Linked DNA regions of Rattus norvegicus: region 2 is linked to region 1. A link is a contact called in public Hi-C data. All regions are on one chromosome and are shown on one strand. The core of a region is the stretch at or near the end of the contact, and the rest is flanking DNA. Distances in the headings are between cores, read along the strand shown.

What was found. A called contact is a pair of places that touch in the nucleus more often than the background predicts.
Region 2: a Hi-C map of liver shows a contact between it and region 1, with 4 times the contacts expected there. The contact joins two enhancer-like sites.

The regions. Positions count from the first base shown.
Region 1 is chr2:61,611,056-61,617,738 of GRCr8, reverse strand. No RefSeq gene overlaps it. Among named protein-coding and RNA genes, the nearest start is that of C1qtnf3, 30 kb to the left of the region's middle. Within about 2 kb of position 2,503, at least 3 of the 93 cell types and tissues checked have an H3K27ac peak or open chromatin away from gene starts, as enhancers often do. A contact at or near this core is called in liver, where this site is marked.
Region 2 is chr2:62,069,603-62,076,076 of GRCr8, reverse strand. No RefSeq gene overlaps it. Among named protein-coding and RNA genes, the nearest start is that of Tars1, 42 kb to the left of the region's middle. Within about 2 kb of position 5,071, at least 11 of the 93 cell types and tissues checked have an H3K27ac peak or open chromatin away from gene starts, as enhancers often do. A contact at or near this core is called in liver, where this site is marked.

The DNA.
Region 1 (6,683 bases), core at 1,254-3,753:
AGTGGGAAGACACACTCTAAATGTAGGCAGTATCTCCTGGCAGAGGCCTCTATGTTAGGACTTCAGAGGTGAGATCATCAGGAAATCATCTCTACCCAGAGCCATCTTGGCAGCCAAGGTCTCAGGGTTTTTGAGTACTGCATTATCTTCTAGCTGTGACTAACACCCTTCACGGCTAGAACCCAAATTGTTTTGGTCTTCCAACCTGGACTGAAAACTAGTGTCTTTCCAAGAATCCTGAAGACCCCAACCTTCCTAACACTGTGACCCTCAAATACAGTCTTTCATGTTGTGGTGACCCCAACCATAAAATTATTTTGTTGGTCTTTCATAACTGTAGTTTTGCTACTGTTAGGAATTATAATGTAAATCTGAGATTTTTCAATGGTCTTGGCCTGTGAAAGGGTCATTCGATACCCAGAGGGGTCTCAACCCACCATATTGGTATGGCTAAGGCATCGAGACTCGTGCTCTGAGCAACTGTGCGTTCTCAGCCTTTTTAGTGTGGAGACAGCTATTTCTGAACTGTCAAGACCATATTCTGTGATCCCATCTAGTACATACCTTTTTTATACACTAAATATGTATGCATCTATAATATGTATGCATCTATGTATGTATATGTGTATATGCATGTGTGTATACATGTATGTATATGTGCGTATCTATGTATATGTAGATATGTGTATGTGTGTATATGTATATATGAGTACATGTATGTGTGTATCTATGTGTGCATGTGTGTGTGTACATATGGCATATCAGTTCTGCTCCTCTACAAAACCCTCACTAATTCAATAAGGATATGATAGACTGATTTTCTTAGAGTCTTTCTAACATTTGAAAGTGGCTACTACTGCCCTAAAATATGTAGACTGAGCATTGGTTGAATGTTTGGCTTACATGAAAATTAAAGGCTAGTCTGCCTCATAATGGGCCCAACTATGTAGGATAATGAAGTCTTTTTCTGTGTGTGGTTTCCCTCCTGTTGAGTTCTTATGTAAAGGGACCCTGCTTTGTGGTCTCTCGGAGCCCAGCACAGTGACTTCTTCCACAGACCACTGTCCTTTGACTCTTCCCAACACCAACCCACAGGATCAGAAAAAAAAGAATTATATATAACTCTAGTAAATTAAGACATTCCTGGTAACCTAGGCCCCTTTGTTCCAGCATTTTCTATCATGGAAGGCAGCCATTACAGTCTGAAAAGGAGGCCTTCATACAAATGGGCTTTCTGGACTCTGACCATCACCATGAAGTAAGTTCCTAAATGCAAATCCCAGCTGCTACCTCTAACTTGACCACAGGCCACATAGCAGTCCTCTAGCTGCTAGCACAGCCAAGGCACTCCAGAGCGTCTCTGTGAATCCCACTTTGCTGGAATGAGAGAAACAGCTGCAGGATCCATTCCATCCCATGGAGTAAGGAGAAGGAAAATGCACATGCTGGCTTACTTGTTAAAAAATGAGAGCCTTTTCATGAAGCGGGGCGTTTATGTCCGAAGAGCAATGTCAATGGAATTACTCCACAGCTGGGGTCCACAGCTGGGGTCTTAGCATTCGGACACCTGGGTTCAGAGATGGGGTTGTCCACGTCTACCACAGGTCTCACCTTGGTGTGTAGAGAGCATACTGAGGGGTTGGCTCCTCTGAGACCCTTAGCCACAGGAAAGAGAGAGAAACAGGATGGTAAGCAACTTCTAGACGGAACACATTGTACATCTCTGGAACAGAAAGGAAGATTAATGTAAAACACACTTTGTTCAATGGGGATAAAAAGACATTTTATTCAGAGTCACATATGAACAGTCATGCCCCAGGATGAGGAATTCAGGTCACCCTGACTGACGTGTTCTATTTTATTATCACAGAGGGGAAAAAAATGAAAGTCGTGAGTCAACACGTTGCATTATCTAATAAAAAGCTGTGTGCTCTTTTCTTGAGGTTTGTGATGTTTGTGATGTTGGCTGTGTGCTTGGAAGGCTCAAAACAGAGGCCTGTAAAGAGATGCACAACACAGTTCCCCTCATTCCTGGAACTTTTTAGCATTACCTGGTTTGGAAAGAGGTGTGGTTTAGGTTTGGGAAAGGGTTTTGCACACCCGTCACACCAGGAATTCTTCCAAGGCCTCTATGATGTCAGGAGCCAGTGGATGGGGTATTTGGACAGGCAGAGCAGGCTGCAATGTCAGGAAGAGCTCAGAAAAGGCTGAAGGGATTGCAGCAGGGGCACATGAGCAGATACTAGCCATGCCTGCCCCAACGCGATTAGCCTAACTCTGCTTTTAGCCAATAAATCACAAAGTGGCAGAGCTGATTCACTCTTAATCGGCTCAAGATTCATTTTTGCTCACTTGGTAGAAATCAAGAAGCTACTGCCAATACCTGATAAAGGTGGCTCATTTGGGATTTAAGCCTGAGAGAAACAGCGCTGTACTCAGCATAGGATTCTCAAACAGGCTTATGAGCAATGTTTTATGCCTTAGCTGCTCTCTGCACAGGTCGATGAAAGTGGCTCCTTGTGGCTCAGGATTTCTCCACAGCTTTCCTCTGATCTCTGCCCTCAGTGCTCAGGGTTTCTCCACAGCTTTCCTCTGATCTCTGCCCTCAGTTCTCAGGATTTCTCCACAGCTTTCCTCTGATCTCTGCCCTCAGTGCTCAGGATTTCTCTACAGCTTTCCTTTGCTCTCTGCCCTCGGCGGGGATCAGGTGCCTCGTGCTAGTTAACCTGCGTTAGGGTGGTAGAATGGAAACAGAGGTACTCACAACTGCAAACTTAGGAAAAGCTGTGTGGTGGTTAGGCCCCCAATGATCTCCTGGCAGTCAGCAGGAAGGCTGTTTTACAAACTTGAATGGAAAGAGGTGGTCAGAGGAACTAGACAAGCTTCCTTTAAGAAAGAAAAAAGGAGGGGGTTGGAAATCAGGCCTCTCTTGTTATGTCTTAATGAGAAGAGAGCGGTCAAGGAATCGCTTGCCTCTTCCAGCTTGCCTGGTGCCTGGGGAAGCACCCGCCATAAGAAAACAACCAGCAGAATCTATCAATCAGGGTTCACAGGGGATCACAGAAACTGAAGCAGCAACCAGGGAGCCCACATGGCTCTGGGCTAGGTCCTCTTGTGTGTATATTACTGTTGTGTGGTGTGGTGTTCTTGTGGGACTCCTAACAGTGGTAGTGTCCCTGACACTTGCCTGCACTCAGGACCCTTATCTTCCTACTGGGTTGCCTCGTCCAGCCTGATATAAGGGTCCACACCTAGACTTATTGTAACATGTTATCCTGTGTTCTGTTGACCTCCTTGGGAGGCCTACTCATTTCCAAAGGGAAAGGGAGGAGGAGTGGGTCTGGGGGAGAGGTGAGGTGCCAGGGGAGGAACGAAGGAGTGGAGGGAGGGAAAACTGTGGTAGGGATGTGTTACATGAGAGAAGAATTAAAAAATAAAAGAATGTCCTCAGGAAGAGAGTGAAAGAAGACCGAGAGGCCTTCAGGAGACCTGAGGTGGCTCCAACCATGTCTGCTAGGTTTATTCCTCTGCTCATAAGATCTTCAAAGAGCAAATTCAGTTGGTGGAGTTTGGGAGTTTTGCTTTATATTATTTATGAAAGGTTTTACAAACCTGTTACTCCTTCGGCAAAGCCACTGCAACATGTTTAGAAGGAAAACAGGCACACTAATGAATGCTCTTTCTAAAGCAGCAGAGGCATTTAATAGAATTAAAATCTGACATAGATCTATGGGATTTGTTGAGTAGCCACAAGACCCGGAAAAGAAACTAAACCTGAAGGATTAAACCCAGGATTAGCTAAACTTCTACCTGATCGCTCCCAGCTGATACATTTCTTAACTCTTTTCCAGATCAAGAGCTATGAAACCCATAAAGAGAAGGGGGGGAGGGAGAGGGAGACGGAGAGAGGGAAGCAGACAGAGAGAGAGAGAGAGAGAGAGAGAGAGAGAGAGAGAGAGAGATTGTAGGCATCTGAAAATTGCTGAAAAAAGACCCCAGACTCAGTATTCAAAGACAAAGAGTGTTCATTCTGCAGAAACATCTAGCATTGCAAGGGTTACCATTGTTTCCAAATGGCAACACCCACAGAGACATTCAGTCCCTTTTATAATAGAACTGCTAAATTGCTTCTAAGATAACAGTGGACTTCTAAAACTTTGGACACATTCTAAGGGGTTACAGATACCATTAACTGAAGGTCATAAAGACGATCTATACCACAGGACCCCAGGTGCAAAAACAGAAGATAAGATATTGACTGAATTTATCTAAACAAATTTCAAGGACAGCTTAGTTATAGTCTAAAACTTTTCCACGACCCTGTAAGCCAATGACAAATGGTGAACATCAAGCCACATAATTGCTCCTATTGTATAAGCACATAGGCATTCTCTGTTTATGAGCTCTTATCCAATTTATGACTGAATTTACGTGCAGACGCGAAGTGAGTTTTTTTTTTTACCATGTTAACACAGCTCTGAGAATCTCACAAGTACTGAGAACAAAGGGCAGAGATAAGTCCCCCTCCCCTTTTCTCCCTGGGACTTCAACTTAGAGAAGCACAATTCCCTGCCAAGGTTTTACCTATCCTCCCACCGTGTCTCTCAGAGGTGCTAACCAGAGGAAGCCAGCCTTAAAGCAGCTCAGTCAGGCAGATCAGCTGCAGAACCCCAGAAGCAGAGTACCTTTCTCCCAGGAAAGACAGCAAACGGTCCACGGCCTAGTTTCTGAATGGGCTAAGAAAAATGGACTCCTCAGCATAAGACAGTCCAATGCTAAGTACATACAGCCAGCAACAAGCTGGAAATCATGGTCAGACTCCAGGCCTTGAAGCCTCTCAGCTTACTTTACCTGGACCAGTCTTAAGATTTCTGTGCATACAACACGGTAGATGAGGAGTCTATGGACCATAAAGTTGCTGGTACAGTTAAGACCAAGCAATATACAATATTATTCCTACTGAATCTTTCTTCTGTTATACTTGTAACAGAGATATGATTAAAATGTTCATTACACTTCCTTATTACACACATGGGGACAAAACAGGGGCATCTGTGTATTTGCTAATTTGCCACCTGCTTTTTTCATACATATTTCTGCAAACAACACCTATCGCCAACATTTTAAGTAATGAAATGCTTACAGAAAGATCTCCAAAAAAGTTAACTGAAATTGCATTAAATATTGATTTAAATTGGAAATAACTGCCAGGATGAAATAAATAACACTATATATTACTTTCCTTTTCTTTACGATCTTATTAAAATATAATTACATCACTTCCCTCTTCACTCTCCTCCCTCCAGCCCCTCCCATGTCCCCTCCTACCACACCTCCATGTTTTTTCCCTTTGCTCTCAAGAGACAGACTGTGTACATTGCTTTCTTCAGAGAGCTTCAAGGTATGAACCTGAGTGGCCAAAATAAATCTTACAGTCTGAGTCAACACAAAGCCAGCATTCTTTACAATTTGGGAGGTGTGTTAGCAAAATCATGGTAGGATAGCTTAGGTAGGGTTACTGTTTCTGTGATAAAACATTTTGGCCAAAAGTAAGTTGGGGAGGAAAGGGTTTATTTGGCTTATATTTCTGTGTTGTAGTCCATGATTGAAGGAAGTCAGAACAGGAACTCGAACATGGCAGGATCCTGGAGGCATGGCCTGATGCAGAGGCCATGGAGAGGTGCTGCTTACTGGCTTGCTTCCCCTGGCTTGCTCAGCCTGCTTTCTTATAAAACCCAGGACCACCTACCCAGGGACAGCATTAACCACAATGGGGCTGGGTTCTCCCCCCCACCAATCACTAATTAAGAAAAAAAATCCCAATCTGATGGAGGCATTTTCTTAATTGAAATTCCCTCCTCTCGGATGACTATAGCTTGTATCAAGCTGACATAAAACTACCCAGCGCGTGCACTATATCCATGACCTGTTCTTTTTTTAAAAGGCATTATATTAATTTGAGGGAACAGTCTTGGACGTTGGCAAAGACGTGACATACTGAAGCATCAAGGCACCCAGAAGACTGGCCCAGGGGATAAAGTGAATCAGTGTTGCTGATGGCAGAGAAGAAATAAACCGTTCAGGGTGGGGTGCAGCTCAGTCGGTAGCATGCTTGCTCAGTACACAGGAAGCCATGGGCTTGATGCCCAGGACTGAGTAAAGCTGTAATAACCCATAACCCAGGAATGGTGATGTTCACCTATAATCCTAGCACTCAGGAGGTGAAGACAAGCAGATCGGCATTGTAAAGTCACTTTGGCCTAGCCTGGGGTGAGGAAGAAAGAGAGAAAGAGGGACTTTGCACTGAGTTGAACAACTACTTGTTCGTTCGTTCGTTTGTTTGTTTAATGAAAAAGTGCTTCAGCCTAATAAAGGGATTACAAAGTCTACACGATCTGGCGCTACAAAGTGGTTGTTAAGTGGCTAGAGATTCAAGCATGAAATTTTCAAAAAATTAATCCTTAGACTAAATGCCATCATGGCTCCAACAGCAAACTCAAAGGCATAGGACACTGGGTAGATATTCACAGGCTTGGAGGCCACTAAGGATGGTCCTTCCCTCATAAGCAATAGCTTGTAGAACCCAGGGCTAAATGGTGCTGGTTGCTGATCCAAAGTCTGGGATCTGAGTCATTCCTCTGTCCCTAGACAGAAACAGGATTCTCTGAACTGGTGGAACAGAA
Region 2 (6,474 bases), core at 3,822-6,321, 460 kb before region 1:
AGTTTCTCTCCATTTAGTTTAATGTTAGCAACTGGTTTGCTGTATATGGCTTTTACTATGTTTAGGTATGGGCCTTGAATTCCTATTCTTTCCAGGACTTTTATCATGAAGGGGTGTTGAATTTTGTCAAATGCTTTCTCAGCATCTAATGAAATGATCATGTGGTTCTGTTCTTTCAGTTTGTTTATATAATGGATCACGTTGATGGTTTTCCGTATATTAAACCATCCCTGCATGCCTGGGATGAAGCCTACTTGATCATGGTGGATGATTGTTTTGATGTGCTCTTGAATTCGGTTTGCCAGAATTTTATTGAGTATTTTTGCGTCGATATTCATAAGGGAAATTGGTCTGAAGTTCTCTTTCTTTGTTGTGTCTTTGTGTGGTTTAGGTATAAGAGTAATTGTGGCTTCATAGAAGGAATTCGGTAGGGCTCCATCTGTTTCAATTTTGTGGAATAGTTTGGATAATATTGGTATGAGGTCTTTTATGAAGGTCTGATAGAATTCTGCACTAAACCCGTCTGGACCTGGGCTCTTTTTGGTTGGGAGACCTTTAATGACTGCTTCTATTTCCTTAGGAGTTATGGGGTTGTTTAACTGGTTTATCTGTTCCTGATTTAACTTCGATACGTGGTATCTGTCTAGGAAATTGTCCATTTCCTGAAGATTTTCAAATTTTGTTGAATATAGGTTTTTATAGTAAGATCTGATGATTTTTTGAATTTCCTCCGAATCTGTAGTTGTGTCTCCCTTTTCATTTCTGATTTTGTTAATTTGGACACACTCTCTGTGTCCTCTCGTTAGTCTGGCTAAGGGTTTATCTATCTTGTTGATTTTCTCAAAGAACCAACTTTTGGTTCTGTTGATTCTTTCTATGGTCCTTTTTGTTTCTACTTGGTTGATTTCAGCTCTGAGTTTGATTATTTCCTGCCTTCTACTCCTCCTGGGTGTATTTGCTTCTTTTTGTTCTAGAGCTTTTAGGTGTGCTGTCAAGCTGCTGACATATGCTCTTTCCTGTTTCTTTCTGCAGGCACTCAGCGCTATGAGTTTTCCTCTTAGCACAGCTTTCATTTTGTCCCATAAGTTTGAGTATGTTGTATCTTCATTTTCATTAAATTCTAAAAAGTTTTTAATTTCTTTCTTTATTTCTTCCTTGACCAGGTTATCATTGAGTAGAGCATTGTTCAATTTCCACGTATATGTGGGCATTCTTCCCTTATTGTTATTGAAGACCAGTTTTAGGCCGTGGTGGTCCGATAGCACTCATGGGATTATTTCTATCTTTCTGTACCTGTTGAGGCCCGTTTTTTGACCAATTATATGGTCAATTTTGGAGAAAGTACCATGAGGAGCTGAGAAGAAGGTATATCCTTTTGCTTTAGGATAGAATGTTCTATAAATATCCGTTAAGTCCATTTGGCTTATGACTTCTCTTAGTCTGTCTACATCACTGTTTAATTTCTCTTTCCATGATCTGTCCATTGATGAGAGTGGGGTGTTGAAATCTCCCACTATTATTGTGTGAGGTGCAATGTGTGTTTTGAGCTTTAGTAAGGTTTCTTTTACATATGTAGGTGCCCTTGTATTTGGGGCATAGATATTTAGGATTGAGAGTTCATCTTGGTTGATTTTTCCTTTGATGAATATGAAGTGTCCTTCCTTATCTTTTTTGATGACTTTTAGTTGGAAATTGATTTTATTTGATATTAGAATGGCTACTCCAGCTTGCTTCTTCTGACCATTTGCTTGGAAAGTTGTTTTCCAGCCTTTCACTCTGAGGTAGTGTCTGTCTTTGTCTCTGAGGTGTGTTTCCTGTAGGCAGCAGAATGCAGGGTCCTCGTTGCGTATCCAGTTTGTTAATCTATGTCTTTTTATTGGGGAGTTGAGGCCATTGATATTGAGAGATATTAAGGAATAGTGATTATTGCTTCCCGTTATATTCATATTTGATGTGAGGTTATGTTTGTGTGCTTTCATTCTCTTTGTTTTGTTGCCAAGACGATTAGTTTCTTGCTTCTTCTAGGGTATAGCTTGCCTCCTTATGTTGGGCTTTACCATTTATTATCCTTTGTAGTGCTGGATTTGTAGAAAGATATTGTGTAAATTTGGTTTTGTCATGGAATATCTTGGTTTCTCCATCAATGTTAATTGAGAGTTTTGCTGGATACAGTAATCTGGGCTGGCATTTGTGTTCTCTTAGGGTCTGTATAACATCAGTCCAGGATCTTCTGGCCTTCATAGTTTCTGGCGAGAAGTCTGGTGTGATTCTGATAGGTCTCCCTTTATATGTTACTTGACCTTTTTCCCTTACTGCTTTTAATATTCTTTCTTTATTTTGTGCGTTTGGTGTTTTGACAATTATGTGACGGGAGGTGTTTCTTTTCTGGTCCAATCTATTTGGAGTTCTGTAGGCTTCCTGTATGTCTATGGGTATCTCTTTTTTTAGGTTAGGGAAGTTTTCTTCTATGATTTTGTTGAAGATATTTACTGGTCCTTTGAGCTGGGAGTCTTCACTCTCTTCTATACCTATTATCCTTAGGTTTGATCTTCTCATTGAGTCCTGGATTTCCTGTATGTTTTGGACCAGTAGCTTTTTCCGCTTTACATTATCTTTGACAGTTGAGTCAATGATTTCTATGGAATCTTCTGCTCCTGAGATTCTCTCTTCCATCTCTTGTATTCTGTTGGTGAAGCTTGTATCTACAGCTCCTTGTCTCTTCTTTTGGTTTTCTATATCCAGGGTTGTTTCCATGTGTTCTTTCTTGATTGCTTCTATTTCCATTTTTAATTCCTTCTACTGTTTGATTGTGTTTTCCTGGAATTCTTTCAGGGATTTTTGCGATTCCTCTCTGTAGGCTTTTACTTGTTTATTAATGTTTTCCTGTGCTTCCCTAAGTGTGTTCAGGTCTTTCCTGAAGTCCTCCAGCATCATGATCAAATATGATTTTGAAACTAGATCTTGCTTTTCTGGTGTGTTTGGATATTCCATGTTTGTTTTGGTGGGAGAATTGGGCTCCGATGATGGCATGTAGTCTTGGTTTCTGTTGCTTGGGTTCCTGCGCTTGCCTCTCGCCATCAGATTATCTCTAGTGTTACTTTGTTCTGCTATTTCTGACAGTGGCTAGACTGTCCTATAAGCCTGTGTGTCAGGAGTGCTGTAGACCTGTTTTCCTCTCTTTCAGTCAGTTATGGGGACAGAGTGTTCTGCTTTCGGGCGTGTAGTTTTTCCTCTCTACAGGTCTTCAGCTGTTCCTGTGGGCCTGTGTCTTGAGTTCACCAGGCAGCTTTCTTGCAGCAGAAAATTTGGTCTTACCTGTGGTCCCGAGGCTCAGGTTTGCTCGTGGGGTGCTGTCCAGGGGCTCTCTGCAGAGGCAGCAACCAGGAAGACCTGTGCCGCCCCTTCCGGGAGCTTCAGTGCACCAGGGTTCCAGATGGTCTTTGGCTTTTTCCTCTGGCGTCCGAGATGTGTGTGCAGGGAGCAGTCTCTTCTGGTTTCCCAGGCCTGTCTGCCTCTCTGAAGGTTTAGCTCTCCCTCCCACGGGATTTGGGTGCAGAGAACTGTTTATCCGGTCTGTTTCCTTCAGGGTCCGGCGGTGTCTCAGGCACAGGGGTCCTGCTGCTCCTGGGCCCTCCCCTACGGGAACCCAGAGGCCGTATACAGTTTCCTCCTGGGCCAGGGATGTGGGCAGGGGTGAGCAGTGTTGGTGGTCTCTTCCGCTCTGCAGCCTCAGGAGTGCCCACCTGACCAGGCGGTTGGGTCTCTCTCTCACCGGGTCTGGGAGCAGAGAGCTGCTGCGGGCTGGGATCCGCGGGTGTGGGACTTCCGGTAAACACAGAACGTGCCCGGTTCTAGAGAAATTCTGCTTCCGTGTGTCCCAAGCTCACCAGGCAGCTTTCTTGCAGCAGAAAATTTGGTCTTACCTGTGGTCCCGAGGCTCAGGTTTGCTCGTGGGGTGCTGTCCAGGGGCTCTCTGCAGCGGCAGCAACCAGGAAGACCTGTGCCGCCCCTTCCGGGAGCTTCAGTGCACCAGGGTTCCAGATGGTCTTTGGCTTTTTCCTCTGGCGTCCGAGATGTGTGTGCAGGGAGCAGTCTCTTCTGGTTTCCCAGGCCTGTCTGCCTCTCTGAAGGTTTAGCTCTCCCTCCCACGGGATTTGGGTGCAGAGAACTGTTTATCCGGTCTGTTTCCTTCAGGGTCTGGCGGTGTCTCCGGCAGGGGTCCTGCCGCTCCTGGGCCCTCCCCCACGGGAGCCCAGAGGCCTTATACAGTTTCCTCTTGGGCCAGGGATGTGGGCAGGGGTGAGCAGTGTTGGTGGTCTCTTCCGCTCTGCAGCCTCAGGAGTGCCCACCTGACCAGGCGGTTGGGTCTCTCTCTCCGAAAGTTCCTCCTTTAAAGTGAAGTGCTCAATGAGAAGATGATAACCCTTTAATCCCTTTAATACGTTAGCATATTCGTGTGACTTACATAAACAAGATCTTAAGGGTCTGTGAAACTGTCTCCCTGTGACAATGCAGACAAAGACAGGGGTTCATGTATTTCTTTAAGCTTCTCATCAAATCGACCCAGGGTTAGAAACAGCAAGTTACCAAAGCTACTTTTGCAAAAGCAAGGGGACAAAAGGAATCCTGGGTAAGGATACATAGCCCTATTATGATCAAGCACAAACACATAGATGTTCTCACATGTGTACCTGCACCTATGCGTGTACACACACACACACACACATACACACACACACACACACACGAATATGTATACACAAAACAATCTGCAAACAGCTTCCAAAGAGGAAAGCTGGTGAGATTTTTTTTTTCCTTTTCCTTTCCCTTTTCTGTAGCTCCAACACCAGCTGTTGGCCTGTTCATCATGTGGCTGGATGCCAAAATCATTCTGTTGCCTCTTCTTTATAGTACAGAGTGGGAGAGTTAGCATGAGAAGGGCTCCAAACTCCAATGCAAACTGATTCACTTTGGGATATCTGCATTATACCTCGGCACTAGTAGGCATTGGGTAGTTGACCCACTTACATTGCTTACTATGTCTTCCTTTGGGATTGTATAACATGGTTGTAGGGCCTTGGCTTGAAATGAATCATCGAGACTGACTGTGGACTGTGGTAATTGAGCAACCCAGTGGAGACAGTCAGATGAAAGCAGTTAGGATGTGTTTTGACAATAGGCTTTTATACTGACCTTCATCAGAAGCAACAAAAATAGGATTTATCTCAGGCCAGAGAGGATCAGTGGCAAAGGATTTTTGTTGCTGCTGCTTTGTTCTTGTTTAAGATTTATTTATTTATTCATTTATTCATTCATTCACTTATTTATAAGTGCTCTATCTGCATGTATATCTGTACACCAGAAGACAGCATTCGGATCCCATCATAGATGGTTGTGAGCCACCATGTGATTGCTGGGAATTGAACTCAGGACCTCTGGAAGAACATCCAGTGCTCTTAACCACTGAGTCATCTCTCTAGCCCTAGTAGTAAAGGCTTTTGGTCCCCTTCACAATAACAGCCCAGCGAAGATTAGACTCCTCAAATCATTAGTCAATACAGACCTTCTATCCCTATGGCACCATTTCAGTTGCCCTCTCAAACGTTTCTCTTGTTAAATAGCTATGTGGCTACAACTTCTCTGCAGCTGCATCTTCCCTTCTTTGAAGGGTGCTGGGAAGCTATGACATCCTCATAGGGATCTAGGGAAGACAGGTATCTGCAGTAGTCAGGTAGTGATCACAGGAGGCTGGGCTCCATTCATCTGGAGTGATGCTAATGATCACTTAATTAAGAAGCCTGACACTGTTGTCACATGCTTCTCTGTTCACATCAGATCTGACTGACCAAGAAGAAGAGCCCGGGGGTTTCGCCAGCTGTTCATTTGTTAATTAATTCAAGAGATGTTTATTGTATGCCACGAAGCCTTCTATGCCCTGAGGATATGAAAGTGAGAACAGTCCATTGGCATTCACAGTCTCCATTCCAGAACTGATAACTGATCAGAATAAATGCTATGGAAAATACCGCAGGAAAGGTTGACAGAATCCTAGGGGATTAGTCAAGCTTACAGTTTTATGTATGGTAGTGAAAGAGGCCCCATTCTGAGGTGAGCCACCAAAAAACTCAAAGGGAATGAAAATCAGAAGGAGCCGAGGAGACATTATGTACATATCTGGGTAGAAATCCCTCCTGGGAGACAGAATGGGGCTTGCAATGATTCACTTATCGCCAACTAAGAAATGTTTGCATCACATCCTAGCCTGGTCTCTGGGAACAGGGCCACTCTTTGAATGAGACTTTTGGAGTTTGGACCATTTCTGCGTCTTAGCTCCTGCTACACTTTGGATATAGTTAAAATATGGCTCCCGAGGGCTCATGTCCGAGACTGTCCCTGAGGGGATGTATGAAGAGGGCAGAAACTTAATCTGACTGTGGTACTTAGAAGGGTTTGGATGCTGGTTGGGAATACAAT